Regions from separate parts of the Gossypium arboreum genome. Here region 2 is linked to region 1. The links are chromatin contacts, called in public Hi-C maps. All regions are on one chromosome and are shown on one strand. Each heading gives the region's core, a stretch centred on a gene start, on an enhancer-like site or on the middle of the called end of the contact. The rest is flanking DNA. Distances are from core to core; before and after follow the strand shown.

What was found. A called contact is a pair of places that touch in the nucleus more often than the background predicts.
Region 2: a Hi-C map of leaf shows a contact between it and region 1, with 2.4 times the contacts expected there. The contact joins the enhancer-like site here to the promoter of LOC108462948 in region 1. A contact is called at or near these places in 2 of 5 Hi-C or Micro-C datasets (both in leaf).

The regions. Positions count from the first base shown.
Region 1 is chr13:112,758,951-112,765,622 of ASM2569848v2, forward strand. LOC108462948 (NAC transcription factor 56-like) reads right to left here and starts at 5,095. Exons shown (of 3, transcript XM_017762864.2): 1 at 4,546-5,095; 2 at 4,142-4,449; 3 at 3,070-4,035. The coding sequence starts at 4,729. The coding sequence ends at 3,478.
Region 2 is chr13:112,995,413-113,002,574 of ASM2569848v2, forward strand. It overlaps the pseudogene LOC108462658. Among protein-coding and RNA genes, the nearest start is that of LOC108464613, 5.0 kb to the right of the region's middle. Within about 2 kb of position 2,684, at least 1 of the 2 cell types and tissues checked has an H3K27ac peak or open chromatin away from gene starts, as enhancers often do. A contact at or near this core is called in leaf, where this site is marked.

The DNA.
Region 1 (6,672 bases), core at 3,845-6,344:
TCTTGAAAATATAAAAATCATTTAAAAAGAGACTTGAATACTCACCTAATTGAGCCAAAGTAAGCTTGTCTATCTTTAAGCTTCAAACTAGGGTTTCCACGTCTTTCGATTTTAGGAAAGATGATAAATGATGATATTTTGTTTTATTTTATTATTTTTCATCTTTCTAATTTTATCCTTTTTTGTTCTTAATTTTCTATTGATGACTAATCATATTTATCTACTAACTCTTCTAAATGGTCTGTTTGCCATATAAGGACCTCAAAATTTGAATTCCATAGCTATTTGATACTTATAGCTATTAGAACTCAACTTTTGCATTTCATGCAATTTGGTCCTTTTATCAATTAAACATGTAATAGGTAAAATTTTCCTAGTGAAATTTTCATAGGATAGTTCTTTCGTAATTCAGACCATAAAATAATATTAAAAAAATTTCTTACAGACTCGGATTTGTGGTCCTGAAACCACTGTTCCAATTTCACTGAAAACGAGCTATTACAATTATCATAATTAATAGTTTAAGTTAGAAGTTGCCAACTTAATATGATAATAAGGTGGTTCTTATACGACGTGATATATAATTGACGAAAAATAAACATATTAAGTTGACAAGTTTTGACAGAATCTATTAATGAGATAATAATTGGACTAGGGTTTTTAAATTGAAAAAGTAAGAGGATTGGTTTTTAACTTTTAAAGCATAGAGATTAAATCTCAAATTTTATAGAAATATATGGACTAACAATATATTTTAAGTTATATATTAATTTGTTTTAGCTTTTATTTTTAAGAGATAGATTCATATATTTGTTTTTTTTATTAGCAATCAAGGCTATTCGAAATTAAAAATATTTGTTCAATCCCAAATAATCTCATCCCTGCCCTCAATTATAAAAATAAAAGTCTATTTGAAATTAAATAGTTTAGTCACAATTGCCATCAACTTAGTAACGGAAGTCTAAGGTTGACTTTTTTATTGGCCTAATAATAAATTTAGCCCTCCAATGTTTATACATTCTATCAATTTGATCTTAATCTAAAAACTTTAACAAATTTAACCTTCAATGTTTACAAAATTTATCATTTTATTTCTAATTCTAAAAATTATAGCATATATTTAAAAATCTTAAAAATATTTTTGTATTTACTTTTCTTTTTACTTTTTATAATTTATATTTAGTTTTCTTATTAACCATTCTCATTTTCTCATCAACCAAACATGTGAAAAGCTCATAAATTAAAGCTATTTTTGATTCAATCTCTTTTGATTTAGTCTCCCTTTTTGGTTACGTTATTCATCTCAAATGTCTAATTAAAACCAGAAAAAAGTTCAAAATTAACAAATTTATAAATTCATTGGGTTGACAACACGAACTTCAATAGCCTTACTCTTGGTTACATAGATAGTACTTATTTTTGGCTCTAGTGTTTTTGTATCTTTATCATTTCTAATTCAGACATTGGAGAGAGATTGCAAGTCAAGACCATGACATTTGCTATTTCCAACTTCGTCAATTGAATGAAAGAAAGCACAAAGTGGAATGTATCGTTGAAAGTCATTTTGGTTACAAAAATCTAAAAATAATTTTATCTTTACTTTTTTAAAAAAATTAAATATCAAAATATTTTTGGAATAATTTTATAAGTAGGATTAAAATAACAAATCTTGTAAACATTGAGGGCTAAATTTGTTGAATTTTATAGATTTAAAATCAAATTGATAGAATGTGTAAACATTGACAATAAAATCCATGTTAGACTTCTCTTAGACAATTAAAAAATTGCGACTAAAATATTTAATTTCAAAAATTTAAATAACTAGAAAATAATAATTAAATAACCTACATACAATCAACTGAATAGTTTTTACTCTATATTTTAAACTTCATTGTTTTAAATTTCCTTTTACCTTCAAAAATACCTCTTAAAATCTATAATAAAAGTAACAAAGAAAAATTAAAAGTAATGTAATTAAAATATTTTATTTCAAATAATTAAATAATTAAATTAAAAATTTAATAGTTGAGCGTGTTACATATTAATCTTGAATTTGGCCTAAAAATTCTACACGATTTAATATGATTTTATGTAAAAATATCTTCAAATTGGTGAAGGATTATTCCAATTTGTAGATAGATTAAAAACAATGGATCTCCCTTAAAAATTTATATGACCCATTCTAAAATAGAGCAAGCTAATGGGCGACCCTTTTTTCACCTGCATTTCAAGTTTACTTGGATTATTTTGTTTAATATAAATTATCTATGTCCCCATAACATAAATTTTCGAATCAGTGAATAAAAGTATAATGGAGATTTTTCTCTGAAGAATTAAATTACATTTTACTTATTTTTATTAAAAAATAGATAAATTAAATTTTATACATTAAATCAAAGATTAAATTGATCTTTTTGTTAAAAATTACATTCACTTCTATCATTAAGTAATGGCATGACTGGTGATTGGTGAAGCAAGTGGACAATGACACTTGACATTATAAATATTTAAAAATACAAAATAAATTATTTAATAAAAAATTAGCGAAAGTATAAAAAAAAAGATTATTTTCCAAATTTAAACACTACTTTATAAGAAATTATATAAAGTTATTTTGGGGTTTCCATGGAAAGGAATTTAATTAAAGGGACTTTAATTTGTGTGGTTTTAAGATAAATGATTCCGTTTTGTGATAAAGCGAAGAAAAGTCACCAGCATTTACCTATATCTTCACAATGAAATGAAAATGACATCCACATTTGAATATTCTGCTTTCATTTTTTTAAATATATATATATATATATATATATATTAGATACAAATATTTTAATATGGACTAGAAAGAAAAATTATCAAATGTTTGCTCGTGCTTATATTTTGTAAAATTTTACACTTAAAGAGCAAATATATATATTCTATTATTAATTATTAAAACTATAATTATTTCGTCCAAAAAAAAAAAAATCAAAGCATTTAGGCTAGGGTTCAAGTAGAGGAAGTGAGCAACCACATAGAAAGCATGATTATTATTGATTAATGAACAAGGAAATTCAATAATGGTACACTATATTTGATGTAAACCAACCATAACCATTATATTCCTAAAACTGTGCATCATCATTAATAATAAGATTCTACAACAAGAAGGATTTCTATACAATATTTCACTGTTATTCCTAAAGCAAATTAAATATAATATAGTATATATACATCTATACATATATATTATCTATCAGTTTTATTCTTTTTCTTTTCTACATCAAACTATATGTATATGTATAACACTAGATATTAATAAAAATTTAACTGTATCTATGGCTCAAGAGTTGAAACTTTGGCTCATCGATCTCTTTCCCTACCAACAAGTAGGTAAAACATGACACTGATGAAAGTTCCCTAAGCTAGTTGAAAATTTGGAATATTTTCTTCAAGGGCATAAAAATGGTAAACCTACAGAATACCCCAGTACCTGAAAATTCAATTAAGAGTGTACCAGTTGAGGCCTGGAAGTTGATATGAAGGTCGAAAAATCCCATCCTCCATTGACCCTACCATTGTTTGTTGTTGCAGGTGAGGGGTTTGAGGAAGCTGGCTAAGCAGGGTTGCAATTGAATTTGAGCCATTTGTGTCTGGTTTTTCCAGGCTTCCATCATTGCTATGATCCCCATGAAATGTCTTGCTTGTTGAAGGACTGGCTGTATCCTCATCGGTCCAGTAAAGCGATGGGACGGTACTTCTTTTGAGAGGGTTAACCATAGACAGGTCTGGCTTTGAGCTTGAACAACGTCCTAAGTGAGACATCGAACCATTGTTATTCATCCCATCACTCCCCAGCATTCCATCAAACAGGTTATGTTCATGATTTTCAAGAAATGTTCCACAACTTGTGCCCTTTGTCTGGAACTGAAGACTGCCAATTGACATTGAAGTTGGTACTGGCCCACCCATATCATCCATGGCCTCATCTTTTTCATATCCCAAGGGTCTATTTGTGTTGTTTTTCTTGTAGATTCTACATAGCACCCAATCATCAAGCTATAAAGCAAGAAAATCAGGTTCCAAACAATCAAATTCAGATCAATAGAATAAAACCACTAACTTCATTTAAAACTGATGGAAAAAAAAAGAAGAAAGAGATTACCCTTAGTGAGTTTTTCTTGTATCCCAAGTCACATCCAGGGGGTTTGTTGTTATTCTTATTATCAGGAAGCCTATATTCATGCATGATCCAATTTGTTTTGATCCCTTTAGGAGGCTTCCCTCCATAGAAAACCAGTGCCTTCTTCACACCAACCTTTTGTGTCCCTTTCGAGTTTAATACCGGCTTATCGGTTCCGGTAGCCTTCCAATAACCCGAAGTTGCCGCCCTGTTAGGCCTCGCTCCGTTCGGATACTTCCTGTCTCTAGGGCTAAAGAAGTACCATTCACGCTCGCCAAACGTAGCCTTAGCTGTAAACCCCAAACAAATTCACCCAGTACTATTTTAATATACAAAATTGTTAATTTTCAGTCGTATCGCTAAAGATATTTGATAAAATGTTTTACCTGGTAATTCCCATGGATCAAACTTATACAAATCAACTTCTGCAATTATTGCAACCGGTAGAGGGGCTGAGGTAGCCTTTTTCTTGAGATAGTGGACGACTAGCTCTTCATCCGTGGGGTGGAACCTGAACCCTGGTGGGAGGTTCGGCCGCTGCGAGACGGTGGAGGAGTCGGTGCTTTCCATTGCTGCTACTTGTCACGATTAATTCACTGAAGAAACTGAGAATGTTTTTGGTTTGGATTCTGAAAGTTTACCAGGGAAGAACATCATACAGCTTGTGGTTATTTTTCTTGAGAGAGAGGCTGCTGAAGAAATGGTTGCATAGTGTTGGCATGGACATTATTATTCTTGTAATAAAAAGGCTTTAATACACCAAACTTGGCATCTGTTTACTGTTTAATCCACCATATCCAATCTCGATACGACACGCCACGAGAAATTAAAAGGGTACTTTCATCCTTTATACTAGGTTTTGGTTAGCTGAATCCATGCACAAACTGGTTGATAATTGACATGCAGCGGTTACCAAGTGAAAAATGAAATTGATATATATTCTTGATATTTATAATGATGATGATGATGACGTGAACTGAGGGTCCACCCAATGGTTGACCGACACGTCTAGTTCCCCAAGTGTGACAGGGATCCCCGCGATGCAAGGGATAATATATGGAGAGATGAGATAATTGTGGAGGATTGGCAACAAACTTTTTTTTTTCTTTTTTTCTTTTTACGCTTTCAGATGTCATGCTTTTGTTGTGCAAAATCCTACCACCAAAAAAGCTATTTTAGATGACTAATCTCTAGCCAGCACCACACCTAAAAATAAAAAGACAAAAAAACCCAGATCAGCCGTGGCCACTGGCCTTGCCTGTCTTTCTGGTAATTTGGTTGTCACTTGTTCGACTTTTGATCATGTTTTGTCGCGAAGACCGAAGATTTATGAACTTAAAAAATTGTCTGCTCCAACATATATATATTCACAATGTCTAATCAATTCAATGTGTGTTTTATCAATTAAGCTAATATAAATATAGAGATAATTTCTTTCTCTATCTATAATAGTGATTACTTTCTATGTTGGATTGATTATTTATGTGTGTAAATTTTTATTCTTTAAAGTTAAAATATATTTTATATTCTTATTAATTTTGTGGCATTAGAAATTTAGTCTTTTATTTTTATTTTTAAGAATTTAGTCTTTCTATTTTTAGATTTAAAATTTAAATTTAGTTATTATCTCTTTAAAATTCTTCTATTACTCTCATTAATGTGATATTTTGAGATTAAAAAATATATATTCACTTGGTAATCATGTAAAATAAAAGTAATGTTGAAAATACTAATATGAATTAAAAAAAAACCCTATTCGAACTTGTAATGATAAAATAATTTTTGTTGTTGGAATAGGTTTAATAAGAAAAATTGGCATAAACATTTTGATTGAAATAGTTAACAATATTGACTATTTAGACTAATTAATGACATTACAAAAGTAAAAGGACCAAAATATGTCAAAATTAAAATATATAGATTAAATATCAAGTTTCAACATAAATATAAGGGTCAAAACTGAAATTTGACTATTGTCTTAAAATGTAAAAAAAAGAAAAAAGAAAAAAAGAGCAAGGCAAATCCAAAAGAAATGAGAAGCCACTTATCAATCTCTAAGATCATTAAGGCATTCAAATTATATATAAACACGTAACATTTTGATTGAAAAGATAACGATATTAATTATTTGGACTAACTAATAACATTATAAAAATATAGGGATCGATTAAAAATGAAGTATAAAGATTAAACCTCAAAGTTAAAAATAACATAGAGACTAAAACTGAAAATTAATCAGTTTAGAAAAATATAAAAAGAGGAAATCACACGCGTGTCAACAAAGGGAAGGTTAAGGACCTTCTTATAGGTTACAACTTATTGTATTGATATATCATTTTATGATTTGTTGATATAAAGTCTGAAAATGAAGGCTATGGAGGTTTGAAAAGGTATGAAGGTATTTGGATAGAGTTTTAGTTGTATGTAAGATAAGTTTAGAGTTTTCTTGTAATTGAGGAGAGTTTATTTAAAGGCAGAGCTTGGTATGGTGTCTCTTTAGTCATGTGTCTTAT
Region 2 (7,162 bases), core at 1,434-3,933, 230 kb after region 1:
CAAGCAGCTTGATGTGTGCTTGCCATCCCATAATGCTTCTGCTTCAGGTTCTTGGTTCTATAAGTTATGCCACTTGGATTTTGATTTGAGTGTTGGATGACAAAATACGTCCAATACAGGTATGTTAAAATTTTCAAATATTTTCTCATTTGTTTGGAGGATCTTTGAAAGATAGTATGCTCAAGATATGCTTTGGACAGAAATATTTCAACAAAAATGAAAAGTCGAACTTAGATAGTGTTATAAAGCTTCAGGTAGAAGGTACCAATAAGGCCATTGATGTCGGAGCCATTCAAGGATTCATGAAATTTGGAAAGAAAAATGAGAAAAGATTCATAACTTAATTTGTCTTTGTTTGATATATCATGTTGTCAGATTGAAACACTTTTTTTTTTTTTTGGTTTGGTTTTGCCTTTGTATACAAATTTGTATATAAATTTGGTCCATTTGTTTGAACCATTAGTAATTGTTATCCAAATCTTTGATTTTATGTTTCATACGAAGATCTTTAATTTTACTTTTTACTTTCTGCTTTGCTCCTCTACATACTGATTTGAATAACTTTATACTATACATACGAATTTTAAGATTATAAGTCATGCTGCTACACTATCTTTCCCTTCACTCATCTTCCTATGGATGAAACAAAATAAGAGAACAACAAAGGAAAATTACCTGAAGCCACCTCCACTAAACTAAAAATCAAAAGTTGATTTTGAGTGTGCTTAGTTGAACAGAAAAGTAGGAGAGAAAGAAAGAGTAAAACAGTAGGAAAAAAATAATTTTGGGCATGTTTGATAGGGAAGAAAATTGAAAAGAAAGAGGATAGAATAGGCAAGCATTTACTATCCTAATGCATAAAAACATATCATTCTAAATTCGAATAATAAGATGAGAAAAAATTAAAAAAAAATGTATAATAGGTTAATGGTTTGTTTAAACACAATATAGTGAGTTGAAGAGGAATAAAAAATAATAATAAATAAGGAGGGCTTAAAAGGCAATTATCTAAATTTAAAAATTGGTGTCGCCACACTGTCAGCACCCTTGCCCTTCCTTTTCAGCAGCCATTTAAAAATAAAAAATTTGCATAACAAATTCCTAAATCTTTTAAATCATTATTTTTTATTTTTTTTACTATTTTAGGTTAGAAATTTAGAGTGGTGCAGCTTATGCACCACCCTCCACCAAGTCAAATGTACCATTTTGGTACTTAGCTTTTGAAACAATCTATTTTGGTATTTTATTTTATTTTTTATATTATTTGGGTAAAAAACCCTCTCTTCTACCCATATAACCCTTTCTTCCCACTTGTTTTTGACTCACTCTGAGTTAACTCACTGATCAACCGTCTTCCAACACCATCAACTCATCCTCATCGAGTTATCAAAGTTGCAGCATTCCACAGTGATTATTTATCCAAAAAGAGTAGCAACAATGACCACAATGTGAAACTCACCAAGGATTAAAAGATTACATTCCCTAAAATCAATATACTATAAAAGACTTTATTTGAGAGTTCCTCATTTTAGAGATTCAATCAAATTAGTCTCTTTACGATTCAATAGATCGACTTAGTTTTTATAGTATTAAAAAAATAAAAAATCAAATTAGAATTAAGTTAGTATTTACTGTTTAATAGAATTAATATTTTCAAAATTTTTATAGTTTTGCAAATAAAAATTTTTGTTAAGAATTGGACTACAATTGAAAAATAAAATTCAAGATGAGTTTTATACAATAAATGTTAACTCATTTACAATTTAGACTTATTTGATTCTCTTTAATAGCATATGACTAGATTAATCTATTTAATAATAGATGGACTAATTTGATTCAATTTCTATAATACAAAACCTCATTTTTGTGTGTGTAAAAAAACAAACCTAAAATATAACAAACACTCAAACTCCCTAACATTCCAATAATATCCTAAAACACATTAAAATTCTAAACTATTACCTCCAAAGAATGCCCAAATTATTAATTGCACTATATTGTTTTGTCCAACTTATTGACACTCTAATAGTTTTTAAAAAGCTCTAGGACAATCCTTAAAATGCGAAGAGATTCTTATTTTTTCATATACACTAGGCAATCAAACCAAAAAGCATTGGTCATTGTCTTGATCTATTCTAAGAGACTAACAGAGAAGAATTGGGTTTGGGGATCTCCTAACACTATATGCCTCCAAACTTCTTTAGCCACCGGACAATCCTTAAGGGCATGCAAAATGTCTTCTGTGTCATGCTGGTATACTGGGCAAACCTCACTTTGTCTAATACCTTTTTTTGAGTACGCTCAAGATTAGTGAGCAATCGTTCCTTACATACTAACCATAAAAAGAATCAGACTTAGTGTGGTCCTTGATATTTCCAAACGGTCTTCCACCTGAAATCTTGCTCAATCCATGTGTTTCTTTTTATCATTCGATAAGCGCTTTTAACTGTAAAGCCCCAACCTCCAAAGTACTTTAATCTCTTTAGTAATTAATCATAATTTAACAAAAAAATATTAACAGTTTGACCAAAATTTTAAAATTTTAAAAATAAAAAAAATTAAATTTTCAAAATAAAAGTAGAAAGATAACATATTTTAACCCTTTTTTCTTATTGCACCAAATTCAATAGGAGAGCTATGCAATTGTAAAGGAGCAAATCGGAAGGCAAATTCAAGGCCCATTTAGTATCAAATTATACCTTACAGGCCCATTTTAAAGATAAAAGAAGCACCCTGAGTGAGGTTATGTTTTAAACAAGGTTGAGCATTTCATCTCAACTTGATTACACCTTATTGATATCACGCAGTCACACATCCCTGATATTGCGGTACCATGTTGTATCTGTTTCAGCCATTATACAACTGCCAAGAAAGCTTCATGGATTTAGGCAGACAGCAAAAACCTGTATTCGAAAGACCATTTAGTCAGAGAGATCATCGTCGATGAAATTTTACGTCTTTCTGTTTTCACTCTCCAACCATTGAATTCTGGCATCCTAGCTAGTATCTTCAAGGCATGCCATAACTGTCCACCAATTGTTTGTCATTTTACTACAAGACACAAATTTGATTGTTCTAGATTTGTCAAAAGCTTTCACACAAATCCACATAACACAAAGATGTATGGTCATGGGATCATAATTCAAAGACGACCAAAGGATGATGACTTTGTCAAAGAAAACTTAAATCTGGACTTCAACTCTTATTTCGTGCTTGGGACAATCACAAACCTTAAATATAAATCATAAAATAGATATGAATAATGTCAAAATGTCAAAACAACTCCAAACTAATATACTTTTAATTACCATAGATTAATTTGCATAAAACTCTAAACCCAGAGTTTAAGTTATATTACTCATGTAACAAACTCTTAAAATGTGGCATTCACTAAATTAGAGATTCGGACTTAATATCTACCATTCTTTCTTTATTCTCAAACTACTACTTTGAAAATATATTGATTTTCAATTTAAAAAGCTACGATTCATACCAAGGGCTGGCAAGGGCCTCAGTCCCTCCTAATATGGAAAATTTTTTATTTAGGCCTTTTATAATTTATAAAATTTTAAACTAATAATGGTAAAATTACACTTTAACCCTTTAAAAATGATAAATTTTTGATTTAATTTTTAAAAATATAAAGATATAAGATATTAAAATGACAAAATTATATTTTATTATTATAAAAAAATATATAATTTAATTTCGACCCAAAACAAATTTCTGATTTCACAAATGATATATTTAAAAGATAAAAAGATTTGAATCGAAAGAAATTCGTCCCTATTATTGATTTGAAATATAAGACTATTCATTTTCCCAGCTTTTGGATTCTGATCCTTGCAACTATATTTGGAAGCACAGTTGTAATGATCTGGGGCTTTCAAGAATGACGCTTCAAGTTATTTTCCATTTTCAACCATGGTAAAATACTAACATAAGATATAGAAAGTATTGTAAAAGTTTTGGTATCAAATCTAAAATTATTTGACATGCTGATTGCTACATTATTATTGAAAGACACCAAATATTGAGTATGAGATTTTAATAATTTTAATTAGATGCTAAAGCATGTTATATATTGAAATAATAATAATTTTAATGTTTATTTAAGAGATGAAAATGGAATCCATTTTAAAGCTTAAACAGGCTGTTGAGAATCAAGACACATGCTATGTCTGCATCTACTAGAATTTATAACTTATTAATCATTTAATTGATTGATAATGGTGGGAACATACATTACAAAAAAAAAAGGGCATGTATTGATTCTTAACTCAATTTTCCATTCATTTATTAATATGTAATGCTACAAATATATTTGATTATACCCAATATTAATGTCTCAATGGATTTAACTTTGATAGAATTTAGGTAAAAATCTGTGCTTATGGTTGAAATTCACATTATATACTTTGCATATGCAATTAAATCATTCTTCATTAAATGAACAAAAAGAAAACCAGCCCCATGCATGCTTTTCCTTTCTCACTACTTTCAATACATTTTTTTCCCATAAATAATTATTAGCTTCATATTTGTCTCAAAATATGAGGTGGATTTAGGCTGAATCCACCTATTTTATTTTATTTATTTCTCTCTTATAGCTTCTGGGATTCTTCCCTTCTTTCTACTTTTTGGTAAATTAATATAAAAATGATGCACAAGTCGTCATAATTCATGTGCAAGAATGAGTTGTAATTATACCTTTTTTGGCTGGATACTTTGAAAAAAAAAAAAAAACACTCTTTTCAATTTTCCCCCAAGTTAAATAAATGTGATTTAGGTAACCTAAAATCAAATTTATTCCAAATGTGTATTAAAATTTATTGGATAATCCTCCCTCATTTAAACTCTTCATAGTTCTATCTTACTTAATTAAGTTTTATTTTAATTTATACTAAATAAATCCGATGAAGAGAAATGATTCAAGTTCAAATTTTAGAGAAAAATATATTGTTGAAAGAAACCATCATAGACCTAAAAAGAATTATTTTTATGAATTATAAAATTGATATGGAAGATAATTTAATTTCACCAAATAAAAATAAATAAATTCGATGAAATATTGCCTTATGATAAGAGCTTAGAGAGTAATATTTAGTTCGACCAAATAAAAGTTTTTAAAATATAAATTCACCATTTGATTCACGAACAATGCATAAATATGAGGGAAATTATTTGATATACTATTAATGAACAATAAAAAGTAGGGGTTGACAAGTGTTTTATAGAGGTATTTTATATATTAAATACTAACCCTAAATATAAATTTATAAATTAAATATAGAAATTTATCTCAATTCAAATTAAATGTTTAGAACTTATTTAATAGAAATTAAAGGTTAAAATTTTGTTTGAATTTTAAAATATATATATATATATAGAAGGATGAAATTCATAGAGTATTTTTATTCTTTTATTTTAAATAATCAAAGTTAGAATTTGTAGAGTATTGATAACCTTGTATTATCATTTTGTTAATGAATTATCTTTGATTTTTAATTTCCAAGTGGTTGAATTAATTAGGTTTCAAAAGTCAATTCCATTCTTCATGAAATTAAAAGAAGAAAACAATTGGAATGCATGATTTGCGGATTCAAGTTGAAATTTTAATATGTGTTTTGACTATTTATATTTTTTGGGGGGCTGCTTGATGAAATTACGAATTAAAATATGAACTTAAATTGATTATTGCCATTAAAAGCTAAAAGTTCAAGAAATGTGAAGTTATATACAAATCAATTTATTATAATTTTAGTTCTAATGTTTTATTGATTGTTTTTAAAACACGAGGTTTAATAAATTTGAAGTTTGAATTAATAGGATGAATGTCTATATAATTTTTTACCTTTTATATTAGTTATATGATTTATATTTTGGAGTTTGTGACCGTTTTTTTAATAATATCGTATCTAAAATTTAAATTTTATTCTTCTATTAGAATATAATATTCCTTACTACTACACTTAATATTTGTTGATCGTGCATATCTAAAATAAAATATAATGAATTATATATATCTCTTGAAAATAATGTTTAAAAGAAAAAAGTTATCACGACAAGCATAGATAATGACATTTCATACTTCTTTAGTGTTTGTATCCCATCAATCTATCATAAACTTCCACCTAATTTCTTCATCTTAGCCTACCATAAAAGAGAAGAAATTTTTTAAAAAATATTAGATATAATATGATTAGACTATAGAATAATTAAAATATGTCATTGTATATGATAAAAATATATACATATCTTGAAATATTTTAAATAGAATTTTAATACTATAAAGATGATATGGTAGCAGAATTAAAAGAGATGGCGAGGTAAAGTAAAAAAAATGGTCCCAAAAGAGGGTACAAGAATTATAAGTCGTAGGATGTCACATTCACTGAACAGTAGTGGGCTGGAAAACATGTGTGAGGATTAAAGACGAACAGTTGGCAGGCATATTAGATTTAGGTGTTCTCTTTCTGCCAAAAACCGCATTATAATATTGGGCTTTCAATGCCTCAACTCTAAGCCCATCCCTTCTCTTTCCAACCATGTCCATGCCCTTAATATACAACCATTTATTTACTTTCTTAAATTTATTTATGAAAGACAAGGTCCAAGAGCCATAAAATCAACTTAAAAACAAAGTCTAAAACCTAAAACCCAAAATTAATATGACAAAGTTAAAACTTAATTATCATGAACAAATTTGACTGAATTATAGTAAACTCAACTTTCCACCTTAACATACTACAATTTAAGTTAATTTCATCATACATCCCAAAATATTTCTCGAATTCTAAATTGATTTATAAACTTTAATTGAGTCCTCAAAAATTAATATTGTATTAGTTAGTCTTTTCATTAACCCAATTCTCTATTTAGACATTAAATATATCAATTCAAATCTAACATGAAATATTTACTTTAAAACACATTTATTAATTTCTAAACATTTTGTGTACATCACGTACATAACTTGAATTAGAACCTCATTAAATTTTAGGAACATAGTTAAAGGATGATTGAAGCTATTAACCCACAAAAAATAATAATATAATTAGGTAATTAGTAAATGGAGTAGGTTGTTTAAAATTTTAATTCCAACTAAATTAAATTCTAAAATATCACATCTTAAATTTAATTCAAATTAAAATCGAATATT